2 separate regions of the Anas platyrhynchos genome follow, and region 1 is linked to region 2. A link is a contact called in public Hi-C data. All regions are on one chromosome and are shown on one strand. Each heading gives the region's core, a stretch centred on a gene start, on an enhancer-like site or on the middle of the called end of the contact. The rest is flanking DNA. Distances are from core to core; before and after follow the strand shown.

The links. Hi-C and Micro-C count contacts between places; a contact is called where the count stands out from the background.
Region 1: a contact with region 2 is called in a Hi-C map of skeletal muscle, with 3 times the contacts expected there. The contact joins the enhancer-like site here to the promoter of ZCCHC10 in region 2. A contact is called at or near these places in 3 of 8 Hi-C or Micro-C datasets (liver, skeletal muscle and subcutaneous adipose tissue).

The regions. Positions count from the first base shown.
Region 1 is chr14:1,573,622-1,580,361 of IASCAAS_PekinDuck_T2T, reverse strand. It overlaps SHROOM1 (shroom family member 1), which reads right to left. Exons shown (of 7, transcript XM_027468671.3): 2 at 6,117-6,740; 3 at 5,018-5,097; 4 at 4,134-4,724; 5 at 3,007-3,157; 6 at 1,627-1,899. Among named protein-coding and RNA genes, the nearest start is that of SOWAHA, 13 kb to the left of the region's middle. Within about 2 kb of position 5,156, at least 5 of the 8 cell types and tissues checked have an H3K27ac peak or open chromatin away from gene starts, as enhancers often do.
Region 2 is chr14:1,471,206-1,478,261 of IASCAAS_PekinDuck_T2T, reverse strand. It overlaps ZCCHC10 (zinc finger CCHC-type containing 10), which reads right to left and starts at 1,760. Exons shown (of 4, transcript XM_027468140.2): 1 at 1,603-1,760. The coding sequence starts at 1,643.

The sequences.
Region 1 (6,740 bases), core at 3,907-6,406, 99 kb before region 2:
TAATTACTTCCTCTTGTGGGCTTTGTGTTCCACATGAGTTTTTCCTAGATTAAATTACTCGTTCTTGTGGCTTGCAAGGTAAAGACTCCCAGTAAATCCCATCAAGGCTCACTTCTTCCATGCTGCCCTCAGGACAAAAATCAATGTACTTAACGTTCTGCTAATTTTAGCGTATCCTGCATCTTTCTTCTTTCAATAAGCAGGTTTTTTAAGCACACTTCTTTGTATTTTCTGAGTTGTGTGTGGCCAGAGTGCCAATGCCACATGAAAAATATCATGTTCCTTCTATTAAAATGCATGTGTACTAAAATTACTGTGATGCAGACAAGTGTTCATCAAAGATTTCTTTTTCCCAAATCCACAAGCATCAAGCCTCGCCTGTCCTACGGGCTTTTAACACCTTTCACATTTTAGCTCATTCTCTTTCAGCTGTAATGATTTTTATAGGGATAGCCCTGCTGGAAAATCTCTGGTTTCAGGACCAAGTCCACAAACAGCACAGAGCAACTGCCACCACCTGCATCCTGAGAGTGGCAGCTGGAATCAAAGAGCAAGGCTGCCGGGGCAATTGCAGTGACTGGGAGATACCTGCAAAAAATATTGGCATGTAAACACACCTTTCTCGGGCATGTTATTCCAAGTCTTGAATAAATGATTTTAATGTATTTACATGAAGAGGACAAACAGAACACTACGGAAATGGCAGCCCCCTGCCAACCACAAGGCACAAAGTCCGTTAGGTGTGGAGTGCTGCCCGGAATTATTTGCGTTAACCTGGCAGACATTTCAGAGCAGGTAGGTCCTGCTTCTCCTCATCGCTCTGCACGGGAGGATTCTCAGTGCCCCCCGTGCTCCAACTACAACAAACCTCTACAACGTGCACTAAAGGTCAGCAGCAGCCCAGCTCCAGGGATCCCAGCAGTAACACCAGGGATCCCAATTTCTGAACAAAACCTAACAGCAGCAGGTACCGCTTTGATAAAAGCATGTCTGAAAGCAGTGAGGACAGCAGGAAACCACCACTCCTAGGATAAACTCAGCTTGAAACTCAGGATTCCTAGGATAAACTCAGCTAGAAAAAAAAAACATATTTCAGACTTGTAAAGATTTCCTAGTGGAATGAGACAATTTCTAATTTTCCAGCAAAAATGGCCAGTTGAGTTAAACTGCAGGAAATTTTATCTGAAGTTACGACCACATCTTCCTCCTGCTCCCTACAGCTCAGACGTGCCCTTTCAGTGAAATAAGGTTTGACAGCAGTAATTACCACGCTGCAGTTACCAATGGGAAATCAACCACCTCTGAAGCACAGGTTGTGGGCTGCTCCGGAGGGAGCAGTCACGGGTTCAAAAGCTCAGCCCCAGGTCCTGCTGCTCCTGCCATGCCACCACCCTGCTGCGAGAGCAGAGGTGCTGCTGGCCATGCACGAGGGCTCTCCGGCACCAAACTGTCCAAAACGGCACCAAAAGACCCAGTCCCTCTCTGCCTGGTACCAAACGCTGTCTGAGCAGCAGCTGGCTGGCTCAGGTCAGGTACAATCCCACCTGTTCAGAGCTGTGAGAGCACAGCCCCACCCTGAAAAACACAGACTGGACAAATTAAACACCCTGTGCTCTCATCACCCACCTTCTCCTCGGCATCTGTATTGCCGTCGATCTTCCTCATGGCGTTCTGGACGCGGGCGAGGCGGCTGGACAGGCAGAGCAGCAGGCTCACCACCTTCTCCAGGTCCCCGATGAACATCAGGTAGCGCTCGAACTCATTGGGCTTGCAGACGTCGTGCACCGTGGCCTCCAGCTCCTTGCCACGCGCGGTGCACTCGCTGGCTTCCGAGAGGACCAGCTCCCTGTCCTCCCACAGCGCCTGCAGCTTGGAGCGCAGGCTGGAGACGAGTTCCAGCTGCAAAAGGAGAAAAAAAAAAATCACAAGAGGCTTATTGCCGAAGGGAAGTCGTGTCGCTTATAAAGAAGGGATTTTTCTCATGTCATCTTCGGCGAATTTAAGACTTAAAATAATTTCAAGCTCTGGAAAACAAAAAAAAAAAGAAAGATCATGCTAGGTATACTTAATTCTCAAACTCTGAAAAGCAAATTACTGGTAATCGCCTTAACTGCTGATATAATGCCTAGCTCTGAGAGCTTCCTACCAGAGTCAGAAATAAACTACAACAAAGATTACAACATGTATACACACGGCTTTGTCTAAGACATGACCGTGAAGCCACAGCTCTCTTACCACACAAGAACTGACTGGAATTTCGTTTATAATATGCACAGAAAAAGTGATTTTTTCAGTGGATGCCAGTGAGCAAAGTGCCTAGTAGCAAAGCAAGCGGGGAAGGCTGTGTAATACAGCGGTGTTACTGTGGGAAGAGGCCCTGAGAGCAGAGTGGGAGAGTGATATCAGCTTTTTTTGGAAATCAACCAACGTCACCATAAAGAGCAGCAGCAGTTAAACAGCGGGCAACGAAAAATATCACCACATGCACAGCAGGAGGAACTTCAGGAAGGCAGGCTATAATTACCTGAGAGAGGTTATAGCCGAGTTTCTACAGGGAAAAAATAATTTAATTCTTCAGAGCTACACGTTACCCTTCCGAGGTATATTTACCTCTTATTTACGCTGCCAGCTGTAATGAATTTTACAGCTACTGAATCCAGATTTGAGCCAGCTGCTGCACAGGAGCTGGCTGTGCGAGGAATGGGATAACCAACCTGTGGGCTCATTGCAGAGCCACCCCCAACAACCTGCTGAAGGTGAGTGTGTGGAAGGAGAGGTCTGAGTAAAGCCAGGCAGAATTTGAACACCACTGCTTGCGACCAATTTGCCAGTTCACTAGGAAATTTACTACTGAAAAAAAAACACTAAAAATGATTCAAAGTTGTGTGTGAAACATTGTTACTGCGATACACATCATGAATAGGAGCACCCACAGTACATGAATGTGACGTGAATAACGTCGTGGTGGTGAAGAAACAACGCTTCCTTTGCAGGCCAGCCACCTACTTTCTTACACGTGATGTCATCCAGGTCCTTTGTGTCACCTCCGCTTGGGTTCGGGGTCTGGTTTCCCTTACAAATGGGGCTGTCGCTCCTTTGCTTGGCATTGAGTTCAGGTTCAGAACATTCTTCTGGTGCATCTCCATTGCTTTTCCTGCTATTTGTACAGAAAACAAACACCTGTGACAAACACTTAGAGTTCTGTTCATGAACGTTGTGTCCAAAGAAGGGCAATGAGGCTGGTGAAGGGTCTGAGGGGCGCTGGGGGAGCGGGGGTTGTTTAGCCTGGAGAAAAGGAGGCTCAGGGGAGACCCTATTGCACCAGAGGAAATGGCCTTAGGTTGCACCAGGGGAGCTTTAGGTTGGATATTAGGAGAAATATAATCACTGAAAAAGTTGTGAAACACTGGAACAAACTGCCCAGGGAAGCTGCGGATTCACCATCCTTAGAGATGTTCAGGAAATGTGTGGATGCAGTGCTTTGTGAGTGGTTTAATGGGGACTTGGCAGCGCTAGGCTGAAGGTTGGACCAGACGATCTTGGAGATCGTTTCCAGCCTCTACCATTCTCTGGTTATGTCCTTGGTTTTATGCATTTCTACTTCCAAATCACCCTTCTCTCATCTCACAGCAGGGACTTTGTCTCCTGCCACCTTCAGCAGCAGGGACCTCCGGGCCAGCTCCTGGCCTTACATGCAGCCCCAGCTCCCACTTCAACAGGCTCAGGAGTGGATGAATCTGCTGCACACCTGGATCTGCAAAATCTGTGAATGGCGTGGTGTGGGAACCACACGGCCTGGCTGAACAGCAGCAAATTACCCTGGCAGAATTGGGTTAAATTTCTCATACCACAAATGCCCACCTACTAATGCACAGCCTGCTTATTTCTCCTGCTTTCCATGCACGCAGCTTGTTTGTTTGCATGCCGCTGGCATGGTGTAGTTTACTCCAGGTTTCTCCCATTACACACTCATAGCCTCTTTCTCCTTTCTTGACATGTAAATCAGAAAACTAAAATATTTCAGTAACAAAACAAGCGTAAAAAATCCCTAAGTCTTCTTAGCACTAGTATATACTTAATATTCATGCATCGTAAGACCTTAAAATACTGGTTAATTGTTTTAGTCTACTTACTCGTTCCCCTGTGCTTGCTGCCCATCTGCCTTTCTTCTGTGTGATCTATCCAGCATGGAAATGTCAGCAGGAAAAAGACCCTCCATCAGGTCCAGAGCAGTTTTTCTCACTGGATAAGGCATGAGAATATCAACCAGAGAACTGTCTTTGGCAACAATCTCCATCGCAAGTTCTTGGTATCGCTGGTCCTCAGCAGACCCCAGTCTCCTTTTGGACGGATTTGTCTCTCTCTCCTGCAGAACATCCTCTGGGCTGTCGAGCACAGCTGCTTCCTTTGCAAATAAACCTCTGGGTTCATTTTTGTCTCCTTGGTCAGACTGAGCCAGCACCGTGTGGCAGCACGTTCCTTTCTCCTGAGGCACTGCAGCATCGCTTGCCTTTAGCTGCTGCTCTGGGCGCTCCGTTAAAGCACTGCCAGTCGGAGATCCGGCTCGGCATTCCTTCTCCACTTGGGCATCTTCCTTGCTGCTGCTTCTCGGGCTGGCAATAGAGGTTTCAGGAGCTAGTTCCTCGGCGTCCTGACGAGAGTGTCCACTTATATCATTGTCTTGTTCGTGATTCTGGCACCCACCTCCCACAGGATCGTGGAAGCTGTAAGAGCAAAGAAGTTCCTTTATATTTGAGACACTTCCTCTGCAACAGATGCTTTTGCAGGCTGTTTAAGCAGCTATAAGCAATTGCCGTCATCTTTCCAGCTTCCTCTGTTTATTAAAGCCTCAAGGCTGGACCTCCCCGAGCCCTCCCAGCTGCTGTTTTTGCCGGAGGTCGCAGGGGGGAGCTGCGCTCCCGGTGTCCGCAGGAGCTCCCCGGGCGCACGGCGCGGTGCGCACCGGTGCCCACGGCAGAAACCAAAGGGGCAGCCCCCGTACCCCTTGGAGCCTTACCTGGGGATGCCGAGGCAGCTCTCACGAGGCTGAGGTGGTGACACGGCCCCGCTGGCACTGCTGGCACCTCTGTCCGCGTCCTGGAAACGAGAACGGCACCGGTACAGGCGGCAGGCTCGCACCGTGCCACTGCCTCGGCTTCACGCCCTTGTCTGGGGGCATAAACCTGAGTGGGTTTAGCAAGCTGATGTTTGTTGGTTTTTTGTTTGTTTGGTGTTTTAAGTTTCTCCACCTCTTTTTATTACTGCAGATGCCATTTGACTCTTTCTAGGTAGCATCCACCTGTTTTTCCTAGAAAACCAAGTGAGGGCTAGCAACAAAGCACAGGCTCTGCTCCCACCGACCCCCACAACTCAGAAAGTGGCCAGTGTTTTTGGGAGTCTCTTCAGTTGGATAATTTTTGTAATATAATAGAGTATTTCTTTTCTATTTTATTATTTTTATTTTTTCCCCTTTTGCAACAACATTGGCAGCCACTGTCCTTCATATTCAGAAGCCAAAAAGGTTCCTGAGTTCCCAGGCTGTGATTGCAGAGCACAGCAGAAGCAACGCAACGGGCAGGTCTCTGATTTCCAGTCACTTCAGGAACTTCCCAAAGGGTAATTTTTAGCTAGAAGCCTTCCCCCTACCGCTTTGTAAAACTGCCCACTTGTTGCAGGATAACGAGCGCCGAGCACGCTGCTCAGTCACTGCTCAGTCACTGCTCAGTCGGCCGTTGCAGTTCCACCCTTACGCAATGGCTGCAGCTCCTCACACTGAGGAACGCGTTGTTTGTCTGCTGCTGGTAATGCTTCCTTACATAATGCTTTGGAGAATAACAAATTGTTATCATTCATCACGAATGCGTCAAAATTGGGAGCACTTCTTTAAAATCTCCCCTAATTAATTCTCTGGCACGCTGCAAAAACGGAGCATTCGCTCTGCTTTCCAACCACTACCCTGCATTTCCTACAGACTGAGCAAGCGTGCCTTGCCACGACTCCTTTCATCTCCCTACCACGTGTTAAATACCAAGCCTTCATCCCCATTCCTGCTTGCTCAGTGGTTTTACAGCCGCTGTGCTCTCTCTCAGAGCAGCCCCTGCCCCAGCCCCTCTCACCTGTGCAGCAGGAGGCGTTGACTCGGGTCTCTCAGCAGCCGGGGCAGCAGCAGGAGCTCCAGCCCCGGGGAGGCTTTCGGCTGGTGTCTGCTCAGAGCCACGGCTCCCCACGGCTGCAGGACATGGGCTGGGCTCCGAGGGCACCGATCCAGCAGTGGCAGAGCTGGGGCCACATCTGCCGGCCACACTCGGGGGGAGGACGAGTGCCGAAGGAGAGAAAACATCTGGTGGTGGTTCTTCAGAGGAAGCTTGGCAGAAAACCTCATCGCTTTGCATCTTCCTGCTCCCGTTGGGGTTGGAAGGAGGCCACTTGGGAAGCGAGGGCCTCTTCTGCAGGGGTGGTTTATGCAGCGGGACGTGCTGCGTGCCTCCTGGTCTTTGGCTAATCTTTCGTTCCATGTATTCAACCAGCGCCGTGTGCTGGATTTGTTTCAGCTCTGTCCGGGAGATGCTGGAGCTGGACAGTGCCCTCCCTCTGTTTTCCAGGGTCTTTCTCCTGGCTGCCTCTGTTCCCGGCTCAGTCCTTTCACCCCTGGCCTGGTTCCACGGGGCTTCCTTGTCTGCGAGCTGATCGAGTTTCTCGGGCTCAGAATAACAGAGTTTCTTTTCCTCTTTTGTTTCCCT
Region 2 (7,056 bases), core at 511-3,010:
AAAACTGCTGTGACTTATTTCCACCTTGCGTTGTTTTTTCAACATGAAGACACTCATTTTTGACAGCCAGCACATCTTAATCAACCAAAATTAACAGCTTGTCTCAGCTAGGAGGAGGATCCTCTACTGTTCACTTAGTATTTAGAGAGCATGAGGTGACAGACCAGCAGTGAACACCCTGCTCTCAGAAAGGAGTGTTCCTTTTCAAAACAACATAGCAATCGTTTCTCCTTTGCATCTAGCTATCACTTTTTCCGACAGTTCTGCTGCATCTCAAAGATAATCTTGTTTTGAACATTCATCACTGTCTCAATGCAAAGTTTATTTGGCTTCATGATTTACCTTCAGAAACGTTGATGTAAATGAGCACTGTATGACTAACCTTGCTACCTACACGGTGCAGTTAACTCAAACTTCAGCAGGAAGCAGGAGCTCTGGTAAGGAGCACCAACAAAACAAAACAAATCAAATCAAGGTCCTCTGAACAGTTTGCTTTGTCTTGCCCTGGTCTCCTGGCTCTACCACAAGAGTTGCATGTAAGCAAAACAAGGATGCTATCTCTGCTTAGTCAACATAGAAAAACATTCACTTTGCTTTTTTTGTACCACAAACCAGCCCAGAGCTCTCTCCACAGGAGGAGGGCAGCTCAAAGCAACAACAACAAAATTCAGCATTTCCAGGGCTCTGGGACTGCTCACATGACTGGGGCACACAACTTTATGCAAGGTAGGACGATAAAAATCAAGCCCTAAAAGCAACAACCAGGAAAACAGATCAAAATAGCTCAGCAACCAGACCTATAAATATCATATCAACACTAACAAGTTTTAACATGAATGAGAAGCATGAGGTGAAGGTAAACTTTTAATACAGGTCAGCGGCTACGACCTAAACGCAGAGGTTAGCCAATGTGCAATACAGCAAACAGCCATCAAGCACCTGAAGACACAACAAGAACGTAGGAAATCGTTCCTTAACCTATACAGAATAGCAACCTAAAGAGCCAGAATTCCAGAAGTGCTTTGAAATTCCAAGTTATTTTCTACTGGAAAATGAGGAAGAACTGAACTACAGTAAACAACAACAGAGGAATGAGGACGCAGAGGCCATCCATATGTTAACCAACAGCTGTGAGCAGACAGAAAAAAAAAAGAACACTCTTAAAAAAGCAACCAGGAATTGTTCTAAGGGGGGAGGTGAAGAAGCAAACCCCCAGAGGAGTGCCGAGGGGGGCATTTACTGCACTTCACAGCACCAAAGCGCTGCCTTCTCCTCATTTCGCTGCTGGGCAATCAGACCCCTCAGCTCTGAGCACAGCCGCTGCTTCCCCCCACACACCCCTTTACCAGCCCCTAAACCCACGCCGGGAGCACACAAACGCCGCTTTTATAACCCCAAAATGCCACTTTTCCAACCCCAAAATGCCACTTTTAGAACCGCGCCGCCTCCCCCCGGCCCAGCCCGGCCGCCTTGCGGGGCGCTCTCCTGAGGGCTGCGGGGCCGTGCCCGGGCCGCCGGGGCCCCGCTGCCCGAGGAGCGGCCGCGGACCCCCCCCCGTTGTGCTCCCCCCCCACACACCCCCCTTGGTCCCGGCGCACTCACGCCTGGCGGCGGGCGATGAGGCGGTGCATGGGAGTCGCCATGGCGGCGGGCGGGGCCGCGCTGCATGCCGGGACGCGAGGCGGGCCTGAGGCGAAGGCAGAGCCGCCCTCAGCGCGGGGCTAAATGGCAGAAAAGGGGGGATTTAGCCCATTATCGCCTCGTAACGCACAGCATCAGCATCAAATATAGTCACGTATAAGCCCCTTCTCAGGGGCTGGCGCTGACAAGTTGTCCCCGTGCCCGCGCTGCCCCTCTGTTCTCCATCCATACCTAACAGTGAGGGAATGAACACCTCAGGCACCTCCAGGAACCACCAGGCGAAGCCTTGCCCCCACCCCACTGAGCCCTGTGCCAGCAGCAGCTGGTATTTTGGGCTCCTGCATCACCTCCTTACGGCTCATGGCACGGGAGGAGAGGTCAAGGGACAGAAGACGAAGCTGTGGTGGCAGTGCTCTGAGGGCACGCTCCTGGCACGCAGCCCCCTGTGCCTCGCTGCCAGCTGGCACAGGCAGCACAGCCCCCATCCTGAATTCAGGGCAGCCAGGAGTGGGGCTTCCTAACGTTTGCTTTATCAAAACTCGTTGTAACCTCAAGGGATCGGTATTAAAACACTAACGTCGATCTCGCTACAAAAATCCTCAAGGAAACATACTCCTTAATGTGGGTCCATAGCAGTGTAGTAACAGCTATGTGGCTTCTTGGTAGTGCACAGTATTCATTTATTATATAAAACAACAAAATATATTGTATTTCCTTAAATTCCTAGCATCCAGCAGTGCCAGTTGGATCAGGGCCTTACTGTGTTAGGAAACGTAGAAGTGGAAGAAAAGACAGACCTTGGCCAGAGAGGCTTACACTTCCCTCAAGACAAGGTACAAGGTGGAAACACAGATGCGAAAGAATAGAACATACGGCACGCATAATGCAGCAATACAAATCTGATCCTTTCAGGTGATGATCACCCCACGTCCTGAGGTGTTCTGCCTCTAATGTACCTTGTGCTGGTTGGACTTGATGATCCCAAAGGTCTTTTCCAGCCTGAATGATTTTATGATTCTAGTATCACAGCCTGGAAATACGAGAGCCAGAACTTCCTGCTGTGTCACACATGAAACATGTCAGAGCAGGTCACATCTGCTGGGGACAATGGCACCCATTAACTGTCACATGGGGAAGGTACGATACTGAGGAATTCTTAGACATAAGCAGCTCCAACTCATCAGGATTAATTACTGTGTGGCGAATTGAATCACGGTAGCTCCTGTCTCCAAACTCTGAAATTTTAATGTCTAAGGCTAGTGGCTGTTCCTGTATGCAGCTTGTTTTCCTCTCCATCTGGCATTTCTTGTGGTATCTGATAATTGTCCTGTTTTGGCTGATGCTCTGTGGTAATCTGTGAATAATTACATCTGGCACCATAGCTACGTTGTGCTGTGTGATGCCTGGTATGTTATAAACGCACCAGAGTCTGGCCTCAATATCTGAATCTTGATGGCTGGCATCTGACTTGAATGGAGAAAGTCAGACAGAAGCATTTCCTGCTTTAGGATTGATCTATTTATAATAATCCATGCTTAAAATAAATCCCTGATCCCTTTTTACCTCAGAATCACTTCAAGTCTTGGAGTGAATTACACACTGATAGCAGTGTCTGTACTCTGCCCAACCACATTTGGTGCTCCTGGCAGCTGTGACAGCAGAACCACCGTTCCCTCAATGTGCCAGCACAGCCAGGTTTGTGCTGCCATGTGCCAGAACACTCATGGAGCGTGTGGGCTGCTCCTTACACAGAGACCTCAACGACACACCTGGTACTGGAGCAACCCACTAAAAATCCTGCTACCTGAGAAGTTTGAAAGAGTGCTTGTAACTTCAGACTCCGCGGGTTCCTACAGCCTGCAGCCTCCTCGGGGGAGCGTCTCACAGCCAGTCCTTGCATTCGGTAACTCACTGTGGCACCCCTCAGGGTGGGATGCGACTCCACGGACCAAATGTGCAGAGTCACGGCGTGGCACTCAGCTCCCTGCCAAGGGCGGACGGATCCGGGCTGCTGCTGCTCAATGAGCTGACTGGGACCATAAATCCTGCTCTTGCACACCAGGCTGCTATTTAAAGTCGCAGTATCATTAACCTATTTCTAAACATGCTGGGCAGGGCAATTGCTTTCCAAAATGTGCCCCTCTCTAGACAGGAAAGGGGGGGGGGTATGCAGACAACGCAGGAGAAAAAAATGGAAGATGCTAAAGCTTCGGTGGCACAGACCTTGAGCTACCTTGTCATGCAGCTCCCACTGTGCTTCCACCTCCCTGCACTTTTCTATGCCTGCGCATTGCTCTTGAAAGCAAAGTGTCACAATATTTGTTAAGGGTTTGTATGTGCAACAGGAAGAATGGAGCCAGAGCTTTCTCAGGAAGGGCTGAGTCAACGAATAAACAGTTAAACCTCCCTTGCCAAGACTGCTGCTACGAGTGCCACTCACACAAAACTGATCAGCCTTCCAAAACGACGAGCAGCTCAGTAGTGCTACTGCTGGACAACAACAGTGACAAACTGGGAGCACTAGCAATGGTGGCACTTGGCATTTTTTTTAATGGACATTTTACTTTTTTTTCCCCCCAGCTCTCTAGCAGAGTAACACAGAAGGCCCCTATTCAGGCAGAACTGCAGACTAGAAAAACACCTCAGTGATAAGGGATAGAGTAAATAGACTTCAAGCACGCCCTGTCCAGAATTTCTTGCTGCCATTCAAATGTACCTTCAGTAACTGAGTTTACTCACAGTACTCCGTCAATGTAATAAATACATCCCTGTTGGCCAGGTTGCTTTGCTTCTTCGCAGAGGAAGCAGGCTCATGACTCCTTTGGTATCCACCATATAAACAGACAATTCGAGGGAGTACAGAAAGCTGGAAGAAAAAAGATAGATGGGTCAGCTGGAGCCGTTCCTCAACCTTCGTGTGGAGGAAGCTTCTCGAGCCCCAAATCGGGTTAGACTTTGTTGGATCAGCTGTTGTAAAGCCACACTGGGAGGGATAACGCACCCCCAAAACCTGTAATCTGAATGGAAGTCCAGCCAGAGTTCCATAGAAATGAAAAGAAAACGTGGGCTTTATTATTTCAGGGCATTTAAACAAACTGGACTTATGATCTTAACCTCATGTACCAACAGTTAGGAGTACTGGCTAGCACAAGACAGAATTCTTTAGGCAGAGAAAGCCGGTACTGGTACTGCCCTAACACGCCGTGCGTTTGGCACTTGCCACCTTCAGTGCACTGCTCTGGATTTTGAGTGCTTCCAATCCGTTCTGTGCTACCCGTGAGCCTGGGACCCCAGCCACTCTCCTCCCGAGGGAGCGGGGCCGGCAGTGTTACTATGGGGATGTTTTGTTGTCCTCGCTGCACCCTCCGCAAGTGCCTGCGCTGTGACTGTTCCGGCTCCAGCCTGTAAAACTCCGCGGTATTTTTAGATCCTCGGCTCATATTTCAGTGAACACGAAGTATCTTTGTGTGTCAACAGCTCAGAAATGGCTCCCGACGGCGCGTGAAGCATGTCGACGTAGCGGGGACGTGGTTTGCGCAGCTTGTGGAAGCTGACATCATTAAATAGATCACTGGAATGCATTACATGGACATGCCGCAGGTTCAGATGGTTTTCTTCCCTGGGAATTCAGCCACAGCATACAAAGGAGCCTCGGTGGCAGATGAAAGGGATGCACTGCCCACGGTGCCTCGCTCCCAGCCTGCAGCAAAAGGGTCAGGCCAAATTTTCAGTGGATTCTTCAAGATTTAGTCTGGGGGGCCACTATCTAGCTCTGACACCTCAGTACCTGCAACAGCTTCATTAGTAAACACATGAAATCTAATCACATTTCAAGCTTGAAAGTACGGAAACCAGAATAAGAGGGAAAAACGTATTTTCAACAGCCATTTAACTGCAAATTCTTGAGATAACTGTGCTGGGGGAAATGGCCCCAGAATAACTTTTCACGGGACGGCAAGCCAGGATTTTCTGAGAACCACGTTATATGTGGTGTGGTTCTTATTAGAGTTCGGGAACACGATACTCCAGCTCCCCTCACTTCAGGAGCTCGCAAAGCCCGTCTGTATCTGAATAGCCCAGAATAGCACGATGAACCATACATTAGATGACATGCAAGGGCTATTTACAGCACACCAAAGAATAGCCTGTGACGGACACCAGCTCGGGCTTATTTTAAGCTCATATTCGTTTTCATGTTTAGCCTGTGCTAATGAATTACAAGACATGCCTCTGTAAACAAAGCCTGAAAACATTGGCCCTAGCTCCTATACTCTAATGGCAGATCTGCGGTTTGTGAGCACTTGTGCTTAGCATACGGATAATGGGAAATCAGAGGGAATTCAATCTGCCAGGCCGAGGTTTATTTGTGCAGTTCCCAAGAGAAATAAGTTTCAGAAAAGTCTTGGGGCTGTCAATTAACCTAGATGCATTACCCTCCTCTCCTTTTCTTCATACCCTTGGCTTTTGAGGAATAGATGTTCGCAGTGTCTGTCATTATACAGAGGAGCTGTTTGCAACTCAAAGCAGTGAAATGGTGGCAACAGAACAGAAAATTATTCCTTCTTCTTCAAAAAATACCCAAGTTTTAGGCCACATATAATCCTTATGTTTTAAATACATTCTCTGTCCCATGTTCATATACACAGCAGTCACATAAGCAGCTCTGTAGCAACATCCATGGCACATTCAAAAAAACAAGCAATATGTTCAGGTAGGAATATTTAGGTCTGGTAGGGGTTCACAGATTACATATTTAAATGCATAAGAAAAAGGCAAGTTACTCAGAAGAAGGCAATGTCTGCTTTGATGTTAGAAATCAACGTAAATTCACGTGGTCCGGTGCTTTGCTACCTCAGAGCTGAGCTTTGCCTTGCTATTTCTTAACATTCTAAAATTAAATAAATAAAATTTCTAGCAAAATGTGCCAGAAAACAAGTGAAAGGAATGATAAATGTGCAGATTTTCCCCCATAATTTCCAGCATGTCAGATTTATTTACTCCTGATTTTCACGCTCTGGGTCCTCTTGAATAATTCGATCTCATGACAGAGTTTTTAAAATATACTAGACACCTCCTTTAATTGAAAGCAGAAACCCACGGAACTTAAAATCCACCAGCTCTTGGGAATTCTCTTCCAGCAGTAACCCATTGTCAGAAACTGATGGAGAGTTTAACCCGGACAGGTTTAAACACCATAAGGACCTTGGTGCCCACCCAAGCAGATGGCACGTCTGTGGGACACGTCTACATTTTACACGTAACACATCCCATCCCCAAAGTTAACTGAGGCAAACCTGCACACTTCAGGCATGCTGCCTAAACATTGGCAAAGAATTGCAGCAGTTTTCTGCCTCTGCAGTGGGTCTGGGAGCTATCAGTTTGCCAGGCTGGGAGAAGTGGAGCAGGGGAGCCAGC